Linked DNA regions of Zea mays: region 1 is linked to region 2. A link is a contact called in public Hi-C data. All regions are on one chromosome and are shown on one strand. Each heading gives the region's core, a stretch centred on a gene start, on an enhancer-like site or on the middle of the called end of the contact. The rest is flanking DNA. Distances are from core to core; before and after follow the strand shown. Region 1 holds the start of LOC100277150 (Mediator of RNA polymerase II transcription subunit 11). Region 2 holds the start of LOC100276097.

Region 1 (5,476 bases), core at 1,960-4,459, 220 kb after region 2:
TGTCTATTCACCCCCCCCCTCTAGGCGACTTTCACTCATCAAAGGCATTATACCACTCTTGGTCATCCTCGAGGAGCCCATGAGCTCTACATGTCTCTTTGAAGCTGGGGTATAAAACATTATTGTATGTTCGCAATGATTCAAAATTCTAGGCTCCTTTTGCAACCATTAGAAGCATTCTAAGATAATATCTTTCCCCTGCAGATGGATGCACAAAGTGTATGCGGCCTATGTTACCTTGTCTATGTCTTTGTTCCCATGATCTTTTTTTCGTCCCACCTCCACTCAGATGGAAAATCAGGGTAAGTTAGGACCTAGCACTTTCATGTAATTGGTTAGCAACAAACCACTCTATTAGCATTGTTCGGCGTAGGAATTCTTATGACAAGATTTGTGACATGTTGGTGCTAGCATGATATGTAATGTAATTCTCATTAGGCAAATGAACTGACAATCTAGTAACAGGAGGAAAGTGCCGATGGATTTCGTAACCAAGAATTCTCCAACATGAATCATATGGGCATATGAATCTAGCATATAAGTATTCTTTGACCTCATTCCTTGTGTTTGTTTCCTCATCAATAGGAGTGTATTGACCATCTAAAACTCGTTGTAGGTATAGTTTGCTCTGGTCCGGACCTTTTGTCACGTACTTGAACAGATATTTGATGAATATACTTTTGTTACACCATTCTACATTGATGTGTGCTTGATATTTCTTGAGCAATGTCAAGTTATATGGAACAATCCATCTGTTATCTAGTTTGATGTTAGACTTCATAACAAATCTATTATTGTTTGATCTCTTGTAGACCGCAAATCCATTTGTATCAACTACAGTTTCATTAAGAAAAGAGCTCAGACGCTGCCATTACCATTGATCAAATATCGAACGGCTGGAAAATTGATGGCTGACGTGGACAGCGTGGTGGAGGCCGTTTCCCACCTGCTTTGTATAATAGGAAATGCCCTTATGGAACGGAAAAGCTATGCGATATGAATCTTCAATGCGCTAGATTCCATGTGGCTGCATATCCAATAATTTTATATGTTGTGGCTTCATGATTAATGACATATAAATGACTCCTTTATGTTATACATGACATGCAGTATTTGCAGCAGATAGAAACTGAAGAGCTTCGGATGCAATAGATATCGAACCAGCATGAACAATTAAATCTGACTAAATAGTCCTACGATATTTATAGCAGATAGAACCTGATGAGCTTCGAATTTAATGGATGTCGAACCAACATTAACAAATAGATCAAAATAGTACTCATTGCATACACATGAAGATAATCGTTGAAAACGAGTTAGCAATATTTACCAAAACGCATGTTCTAAGAATTGACGCATGTCCATGCAATACATGAGAGCAATTTCTCATCAGTAAAATACAACGCCTTAAAATTCCATGATTTTAAGCTCAAGGATGTTACTCCTATCCGAGTCAGGCCAAGAATATTGTTGTTCAGCATCAGCAGGCAGCTAAAGTAAGAACTGTCACAGAATATGGAAGACAAACAAACCACAAGTTACAGTCCTACAGTTGAGCAAAAGCTTTATGCAATTATAAGTTGATAGAATGCTTCTACATTTCTTCAGTGTACTCCTCGATCATCTATTACCCCCAAAGCTGAAAGTAATCCACAGAGTATGAGTAATTTAACTTGGAGAAAACCTGATCCCATTTAGAAAGTAGACAATACCACAAAAGATTATTGTAGAATCATAATGGGGGAAAAAGGAGAATTGCCCCCCTTATATGGACATAAGGAAGCATTACAAGAGCTAGTCACATAACCAACAATATCTGGTGTAAACATTATCCTCTTAAACAACAGAATTACACATTAAAGATGAGATGATGAAGGCTTGCTATAGTGGAAAGAACTGCAAGCAAATTTAAAAAGTCCCTGTAAACACACAATATATAATGCAATGGAAGTCATGTAGTATATAATAATGGTTGCATTTTGCAAGTACCAAGAAACTGAAAATATCTAATTCACCAACTCTACCACTGCAGCAAAGTATTGACAAAATCACCTGATTGAGTGGATACTATCATCATAAAGTATCCTCTTATTCACTAAGTAGATTACACTTTATTGCACAAAAAGAGTATAGTACCTAATATGTTGCTAGCTCGCTAAACATCATCAGTGATATGTTCAAGGCTCTGTTGCATGGTATCCAACTTCTCAATTACATACTCCAGCTTCTTGCAGCATATCTCATTAGCAATCCTTGCACTGTAATCACACTTTTCAAATGGACGATATTCACAAGCACTTTTGATTTCCTCACGCAACGTCGTTTGAATTTCCTACTCCAACAAAAACATAGTTAAGCAGTGAGTTATCATGAATGATTTGGGGCATGTATACTGCTTCAAATAATAACCAATTGAGAGCTGATGCATATATTTAGTCAATTTGATGGAAACAAAGTAACATTGGACAGAGCAAAATTTTGCATACAGCATTTTAAAACAACTGTTGATTTTCCAATAGTCTCTCTAGCATGGGATTAGTGAGGATTGAGGCGCATAACTGGTAACAACAGGAACCCACAGCCTGACGATATGAGAGCAGGCAGTGGGCTGGTTACCTTCATAGCGATCATGAACTCACGGCAGTGCGCGCTGACTGCATCGGTGCGAGGGCCATGGGAGTTTCCCAGCTCCTCCATCACCGCTCCCGCAAGCTCCAGCACCCGCACTATCCGCTGCACACGAACAACAAACATCCAGCCAGCGTAAGGAACCGAACTGACAACCACCGAGATCGGGTGCGGGCCGTGAGGTTACCTTCTCGACGTGTTGAAGGCGCTGCAGGGAGCTGCTCTGGCTCTGCGGAATCATCTTCACCTGTGACGAGGAGGAGAGGCGGTGAAGGTGATCGCTTCGAGGGTCGGACGGAGTGCCGTGATCTGGCTGCTTTGAGCCGGGTCGGGCTGAAAGGAAGAAATCAAAGCGGCGATGGCGAGGACGAGCTCAAGCAGTCGAGCTGATCAGCTTGCTAGATGGAGCGAGGACGTCGGTCCCGACCAAGGGGCGAGGGCAGAGACGTGGCCGAGGGGCGAAGGCCCGAGCAGGAAGCGAGTGGACGGCGACGCGCGACGACGACGGCCGGGGCGGAGCGACGCTGCCGGCTGCCCTAGGGTTCCCCGTTCCCGATTGCGCCCGGCGTTTTTTTTTTCCCGGAGTCGCGATCCTGCGTTTCGCAGTTCCGCTCGCTGCTGGGCCGATCAAGAGTGACGAGTGGGAAAGGCCGGATGGGCCGTCGGGTGCGGCCTGTGGGCCTGGTCTGTGGACTGCTTTACATTAGGCCTCTAGGGTCCATTGCAGCGGCTAGGGACTAATTAAATCGGATACGAACCAATATTACTCATGCTAAAATTATTTTCATATTTTTTTTCTTTGAATTATCATAAGTAGATATTGTAGAGTTATGTCGGATTAAATTTAAATAAGTATTTTTATTTTAAATATTCAACTTTAAGTACACAGATACGAATATAGATCGAACACGAATTGAATATTGAATACGTGTGTGTTCTAGGCTCCGGACGGTAGACGCGGTGGGTGCAAGATTTATATTGGTTCAGGCAGAACGTTCTTACATCCAATCTTCGGTAGCTTGCGCTACTGGTACCTTTGTTGATCAATGCTTAGAGTAGGGGTTACAATCGAGCAAGAGAGGGAGAAGAAGCTCACAATCTCTTGTGTAGAGGAAGTGGAGCTTAGGGATACAGAGCTGGAGTCCTAAGTCTTGGCTTGGCGACAGAGCTCCGGTCTCCGGGCCTCGTCAATGCGTCCTTCAATCTTTCGTCGGTTCGTCCGTCTCTCTCGTAGCCGACCTCCTCCTTTTATAGGCCAAGGAGGGGGTCAGCCATCGATTGCTTCCTCGAGGAGTCCCCGGGCGATGATAAACCGAGTGTTTTACCCTGGTGAAGTTGTGTTTGTTCATTAGCGTCTGGGTCGCCTGGTCATCTCGTATTCTTTGTGGCGGACAACGCGGATAGTGTGGGGTCCTGGCGCCATTATTCGAGCTACGTCGACTCCTGGCCTTCATAGCCTGAGTCTCGACGCGACTTGTCTCGTTGGGCCCTGCAGGCAGTTTGCGCACTCAGGCCTAGCCCTGATAGGTCATGAGTGCACCGCAGACCGGGGACGCACATGCCATAAATGTGTCGTAGCCCGAGGGGCTCATAGATCATGAGTGGGAGGCGAACTGGCGCCTCTACCGTGGTTCGGTGTCAGACGTAGTTAATGTGGCCGATCACTTACGGAGGGTCAGTCTCGGGTCGGGCGAGGGATCCACTCAAGTGGTTTCCCTTTAGTTAAGCCCCCTCGTCTGGCTCCACCACACCCGATCCTAGGCTCGGTGCCTCGGGGTTCGTCCGAGGGCAGGTGCTTCCAGGGCAGATGTTTCCTTCCTCCTCCTTCTAATTGATGGTTGCTAGAGGCCTCTTCCCAGCGTCGTTGCTGACCGATGGGCCCGAGGGACCGTGGATCTTATCCCCAACATTAGCCTTCGAGTCCCCAAGGTGAGAATGTCTCCCCTTAGGGGATGATGAAAGGTCGGGTGACGTTCTTCCTTTCGTCTGTCGCTGGATTTCACACTTCTAGTCGTGTCGGGCTCGTTACCCCTTATCCTAGCGCAAACTTCCGTAGTTTTGCGTATTTGGTGCTAAACTGTCGCCTCGTTCCATACGCGACGTTTGACATTCGTTCCATTCCACTATACCTTGCATCTTTCCATAAATGATCCCCCTCAAGCGGCCTTGTCTGTCACACCTGGTTTTGGAAGGCAAACCGAATGCGAACCATGTACGTGCCAGGATCAGAAACTTACGTACATAACGATTACATAATTGGACATCATCACACATTGCTCAAAGTAAACAGCAGAAAGGTACTTTATTACATCAAGATGTCCAAGACATCCACAGAGTCTATAACATAGTCAGTATTATTATCGAAGTGTGGAATATGAAACGTAGAAGATAAGGCCTTCACATGCAGCTAAGTAGGGGTTTGCCACTTAGATAACTAGAACTCGTCGTAGTTCTGAAACTCCTCAAAGCCCTCCATGTTGCCAGCATCTCCTCCTAAGCATTGAGTATAGTGGGGACAACTTTGGGTGGGGTGGTTTTTAAAGCAAGGGTGAGTACACATCAATGTACTCAGCAAATGTCCCGTTTGGCTAAAGTGGACTAGTTGTATGTGGAGTTAAGGTTAAGCAGTTGCTTTTAGTTGGTCAAATATTTATTACTATTAATAGAGCCAAGTTTTAGTAATAAACCTAGTTATTACACAAATGTACTCCCTCCAAGAGGAAATACCAGAGATCGTAATTATAACCATCATCATTAAAAATCATCATAAGGGTATCCAAAGTTCTTCTAATCAAAGAGGATCCCAAGGTCGCTCTTAACCATGAGCACAACTGATATACCAGTTTAT
Region 2 (6,109 bases), core at 3,326-5,825:
ACCGCAACCTTTGTCGAAGCTCCTGTGTCAGCGGGCGGCCTCGCGGTACTACCACCAACTGCCCAGTTTCAGTCACTACACCAGAATCACAGGTTAGCATAAACATGTGTCACCATACACATTTCACAAAAAACACCCCACTTACCGGCAGGCGGCAGCACCCTCTGGGCGTCAAACATGGCGACGCCTCCCACCAGATAGTCGTCAACAGACAACTCCTGGCCAGTCCCTCCAGTCTCCGACACCGCTGCTTCAATAGCGCGCGGTGGCGAAGACACCTTCTCGAGAGCTACTGATGCCACAGGAGGGGCATCACTGCAGCCGGAGTAGCTCCCTTCGCGCTAGAACGCGAAATCTTGGCGTCACAGCGCGGGTCCACCAGCCGAAGAGGGGCCTTTCGCTTCTTCCGCAGGGCCTCCTGGCGGTCCTTATACATCACTGTTGACACAACAGCACCAATGTTTCTTCTGTCAGGAAAGATTTTTAACTCACGAGCCATATGAGACGTAAAATAGACATCGTTGGCGGCCCAGGGAATAGGGTCCTTCCTATGCCACCGACCTCCTGTCACATTCAACATTCGCGAAGATGTTTCCTAGAGTTCGGGCGAAGTCATAACCTCCCTATGCCCAGCACATGTCCCGCCAATTCCTCAAAGAAAAACCTAGAGGCCTTTGGTCTTGCTGTTTCCTTGTCCGTACCTTTTGCCTCTATCTTCCTCTTTCGAGTCGCTGCAATCATGACCTTTCCCTTCGAGGTGCCCTCTTCAGACTGGGTCTTCACCTTTTTCCCTCGGTTGTCCCCAGCATCAGCTGAATTCCCCTCCGAGTAAGGACTATACCGCAAGCTATTCAGTTCGAAAACTCAGTTCAACCTAACGTTGGAACCTCGTATATCCCAACTCCTTATCAACTCTATCTTCGACACATATTTACCAATAATTTTAACAGCCTCCGACTCAACTTCCCTAATGAAGGCGGCCGCATCCCGCCCTCGCAGATCAATGGCGAAGGTAGGGCTTTGCACCATCCGATCATCCAAAAAGGGCATCGGGCGAAGCTTGACTTTGCCCAGATCCCACATGTGAGCCAGCGGTCATACATCGTAGGCAACGGATTCTTCAACCAAATCCCGGCCGCTGCTCAAACAGGCTACGTATCGAAGGGCCTCTTCGCTCTTGTCTCCTTTCTTCACTTTAAATTGTGGAAACGCCACATAATAGTGCGAACACAGAATAGACGGGGGCAGCCTGGGCACCCCTTCGACATCCTTCGGTGCCACATAAAACCAGAAATCCCACTAGTTACCCCACTTGTTCTTGGCATATGGAACAATTTCAATAACTTCGGTCGACGTCTTCCCAGTCCTCGGCGTGAACATGTAAGACCCAAATTGAGCAATCAATCCACCAAATCTTCTTCTTCTACCAATGGAGACAATAATTCTTGGCGAACACCTCAATCGACGATTCCATAGCACTCGGTGTCAACTAATGGATTTGAATTTCAAACTTCCGCAACACTTCCATTCTTTCAACTCCATTCCCAAAATACCCCAAACGTTGTGCATGCGGCCCGAGTAAATCGTCGAATTCCCGAACTCAATTTTTTGGTTTGGCTGCAACTCCACGGCCGTCGCCGGATCACTAATCGTCTTCTCCGACGATGACGAAGAAGACGACAGCATCACGCACAGTCGATGGCGGCGAACTGTATGCTTGATGCTGGCCAGATCACCAGCGGCGAGAGAGAAAAAAGCCGACGCGCAGAAAACGGTAGGGCTAGTGTTTTTTCCACAAGCAGATGGGTAAAAATCCCACAGCGCGCGTGCATGTTGTCTTTTAAAGGCTAGGAAAAATACCTCGGGAAACCAACAATCCCACAGTGAAATGTCACCTTCCAACGACCACATTTGAAAAACCCCCACGGGACCACTTCAACCGAGCGAGGGCAGCATCCCGGCCATCTCTCGAAAAAGACTTCGGGACCAACTCATTAAGTTGAACTGGCCCCTCGGGGGCCAAGTGTTGGGGCAAAGGATGACTGCCCCTTTCTCGGTTCATTTATAACGTGAACAGGATAAACCAAGACAGAGGGAAAGCGAAGTCTACTTCAACCAAGTGAAGGCCTTGGGACGAAGGGGCTGACTAGGACACGCGAAGGCCTTGCCAGCTCCCGGACCGGCCAGGACAGGCGAAGGCCTTGCCGGCTCCTGAAGACCTGGCACCCCAAGACGAAGGCTGCTGTCACTACCCGCGCATGTTATTAAAGCAGGCCCGTGCGGAGCCATCCTAGATCACCTGACCCCACTTGTAAGCCACATCATAGGGTATGATTGATGGTGTGTCCGTACGGGTTGTACTTAACCACACTATAATGACCTGTAATAACCCTTGAGGGGGGAAATATTCTGGGGATAACGTAGGTAACCAGGCGCATAATTGTATTTACAAGGGTGAGGTTGTCCCCTGGTTACCTAGTTTGGTTGTGGGACAGCCAGGACAGGGACGTCCCTTGGCGTCCTCTCTCGTCCCTCCAATTTTGAGGGATAACTGGGGACAACACTGGGATAGTCCTGTCCCAACCCTTGACTCTGAACCAAACAACCTTATTTGAGGGATCGTTCCATCCTGTCCCATCCTGTCATTGCAACCAAACGCACCCTAAATACCCCGCACTGTACCATGATGGGACATGCTAAAAACACTATGTTGTTAAGCATCAAAGTATTCCCATTTTCCCATTGCTCGGACCCACTCAACCACGCGTCAGTGAGTTCCAATAATATTCTTGCCCTAGGAGTAGTAGGAATTAGTCTTCTTCACCTCCAATCTTCACCTCTCGGCTCAACATTGTTTAGAGGCGTCTTAGGTGATCTGCTGATTCCAAGTCAACCCTATGATCTTTCCTTTCTTGACGGGGTTCCTCCTAAGGGGTGAGGTCTAGGTTATGTAGCAAATCATCGTTACCTCTGCGCACACGCGAACGATCCAAATGCCCCGAGCTAGTGGACGATGCGTCGCCATGTAGAGAGGAGCGTAGCCCTCTGCACAAGCCACGAACGGTCTAGCGCGGAAGGTTCACGCTCACAAAGAGCACCCTAGATCCTGGCTCCATGCGAGTGGGACGAGAGTGTGCTAGATGATTGGTCTAAGGGTGTGTTTGGTTGAGGAACGAAGGGGAATGGAACGGCTCCATTCTTATTTTTTTCGATGTTTGGTTTCCATGGAGGAGAGCAGAGCGGCTCTTGGAGTCTATAAATGGTAAATATTTGGGATACTCTCACTCCACCAAAACGATCAGATGCGAGCGCTCTCGCGGACGTGAGCACTCTCCTCTCTCTACTCCACTCAATAGTCATATGGCTCTCCAACCAAACAATAAACTGAGCGGTTCCGCTCTATTCTACTCTTCAACCAAACAAAAAATGAAGCGGTTTTGTTCTACTTGCCAAACACAGAATAAAATGCCTCAATTCTTAGAAACTGGATTGGAGCCGCTCCATCTCAGTTGCCTCCCCAACCAAATGCACCCTAAAAGGACGCCAAGAGGACTAAAGGGAAAAAAAAGGAAGATAGGCACGTGCGAATCGACCGACCGACTGGTGATTGATAGATCTTCACATCTGCCGTCCTGCCAGCCGTAAGCAAGACAATCGGATCGGCCGGAGATTATCACGTTCATGAATCACGATAGGGTTGAAGAAACGTAGGAAAAGTGCGATATAATAATACAAGTGGTAGCTTGCTATATGCTGTTGTGCATAAGTTTTTTAAAATTGTATCAGTGCACTTTCATGTTTGAACAGGCAATACACGGTGAATAAATTACCATCATATGCTCATTTAATCACTCTGGCCTCAATTTAACAAGAGAAATTCGGACGCAAATGTGACCGCCATCGTGTCGTCCAGTAGATCGGCTGAGGACGACCAACCAACCAACCATTTACACTCATCAGTGGCCATGGCCGAGGATCATGAGGTGGGGCTGGAACTGCGGCAGCTCGTCCTCGTCACCGTCGCCGTCGAGGTCGATGCCGCCGCCCGGCAGCACCACCCCCACGCCCTCGGGCTTGCACGACTTGTCCGTGGCCGGGTTGCACCCGTAGGTGGAGCCGCCTGGAGTCGGGGACGCCTCGGCAGCAGCGTCGGCGGACCTCACGAGCAGCACGCAGGCGAGCGCCAGTGCCATGGCGAGCAGCCACACGCGCGGGGACGTCGTCATGGAAATCGATTGTTAGACGGACTGACGGTCGGACAGACAGACACAGGGTAAGCTTTTTCGCAAGAGATCGTGGCCGACGCGATCGCAAGCACTGAAGTGGCTTGTGGATTTTGGCGAGGCGAAGGTGGTGCGCGATGCTTTAAAAAGCGGCAATGGAGTGGCTGCGCGCGGCCTCCGCGGTTGCATGGACCGGGTGTCACGGAGGCGCCTCTCGCGAGCAACCACCTGGCCGGGTGTCACTGTGCTATTTTTGGGACAGTGAACCTGCCAACCTGGCAAGCTAAACAAGGACGTTAGAGGGAATGAAAGGGATGCATGCATGGGGGATGCTGCATTTGCTAACATTTAATTAGTTGTACATCGCAACTGTAACCATTCAAAGCGGAAATGGGCACGGCCAAAACTCATACGGTTTGCGTCTCACCGGGGGCCAAAAAGAACTCAGATTAGCTGTCGGGGTCTGTGTGTCTGGACGTTGTGAAATCATGGACTCCGTTGCTTCTCTTTCACAGGATGCCATCGATCTCCCAGTTGTCATCGTCCTCGTCCCGAGCCTTTGCGGTAGCGTCGGCGTCTTCTTCTGGGAACCTCGGCTCATCCATCATACGCCTGCAAGGTTTGATGTGTGGATGAGAATCAGACTACCCAATTCATTTCTGTAAGAAAAAACTATTTGTTATCAGAACTGGAATCCACTCATGACTCATCCACAGATCCAACGATTACGACACCAACAAAACCAGTAAGAAATTTGCATTGCAGCAAATGACTGCATCAGTACTGAAAACAAGGCAGGAAACAACTTTCTCTCTATTTGGCGCAAATATATGACTGCACCAGTGCGCTACAAAACAAGCAAGGAAAACAGGGACTACTCTGTTTCGTGCAAATAGCCAACAACAAGACTTTGTAGTCGAGTTCTTGGATTTGGAATTTTTACTTGCCCACTAAACAGTGTCAAGGGTTCAAGGCACGCATCAACTTCTGTGAAATCGGCAAACCCCCCGATCGAAACCTTCCCATAATTCATACTATCAGCTACATCAAAAATCAAATTGCGAGCCCCAGTTTCAATTGCAACTGCATGTCTGCATTCCAAAGCATGTGTGGACTGTGGACAAAACCAAAAACGTAACTGGTAGCAGGCATATTGACTTCAAGAATAACAGGTTCCAACTGCAACTACACCAACTACAAGAAAGCACAGGGGCAGTGCGCACATCATCCTGAACGGGTTCCGTACTCTCCTATCCAATAGAGGGACAGCGAACCGGAGCGCAGCCATGCTCATACCTGCGGCGGTTGCGGCGCCCGGCCTCGCGCGCCTTGCGCTTCTTCTCGTCCGTCTTGCTCTCATACCTCCGACGGCGCTTGATCTCCTGCAGCACGCCGGCCCGCATCACCTCCCGCCGGAACCGCCGGAAGATGGACTCCTCCCCCTCGTTCTCGTCCACCAGGATCTGCACATTGTACCCCTTGGCGGCCACCACCACCATCGGCCCCCGCCGCGCCACATGCACCACGGACGGCGGCGAGCTCTTCCCCGACAACGGGGCGAGCGGCAGATTCAGCAGGGTGCTCAGTAGAGAGGTCGTTGCGGGGGCGGCCATGGCTGCGGCCGGCTAGCGCACGCTAATGGCTGCTGCGAGTTCGTGGGTCTGGATTATGGGTTCTTGCATAGGATGAGAGGCTGGGGAAGGAAGGAGGGTGACGATGGACAGCGAAGGTTTGGCTTATCCTCTTATTTATTCGTGGATTTGGAGGGAACCACCGCTAACTCCTTAGCCGTGTTTTTCTTTCTTTCCTTTTAGAAAAAAGGGAACCCAACATATTAATATGTTTAGAACTACGTCAGTTTTCATAAATCAGTTTTTTAAAAACTG

Evidence for each region. Hi-C and Micro-C count contacts between places; a contact is called where the count stands out from the background.
Region 1: a Hi-C map of leaf shows a contact between it and region 2, with 6 times the contacts expected there. The contact joins the promoter of LOC100277150 here to the promoter of LOC100276097 in region 2. A contact is called at or near these places in 10 of 25 Hi-C or Micro-C datasets (bundle sheath, ear, endosperm and 2 more).

Annotation. Positions count from the first base shown.
Region 1 is chr5:101,938,554-101,944,029 of Zm-B73-REFERENCE-NAM-5.0, forward strand. LOC100277150 (Mediator of RNA polymerase II transcription subunit 11) reads right to left here and starts at 3,210. Exons shown (of 4, transcript NM_001407175.1): 1 at 2,816-3,210; 2 at 2,617-2,733; 3 at 2,137-2,332; 4 at 1,368-1,639. The coding sequence starts at 2,869. The coding sequence ends at 2,156.
Region 2 is chr5:101,712,768-101,718,876 of Zm-B73-REFERENCE-NAM-5.0, forward strand. It overlaps LOC100276097, which reads right to left and starts at 4,576. Exons shown (of 1, transcript NM_001363868.1): 1 at 3,764-4,576. The coding sequence starts at 4,226. The coding sequence ends at 3,957. It overlaps LOC100284221 (30S ribosomal protein S21, chloroplastic-like), which reads right to left and starts at 5,945. Exons shown (of 2, transcript NM_001294293.2): 1 at 5,520-5,945; 2 at 4,564-4,835. The coding sequence starts at 5,836. The coding sequence ends at 4,733.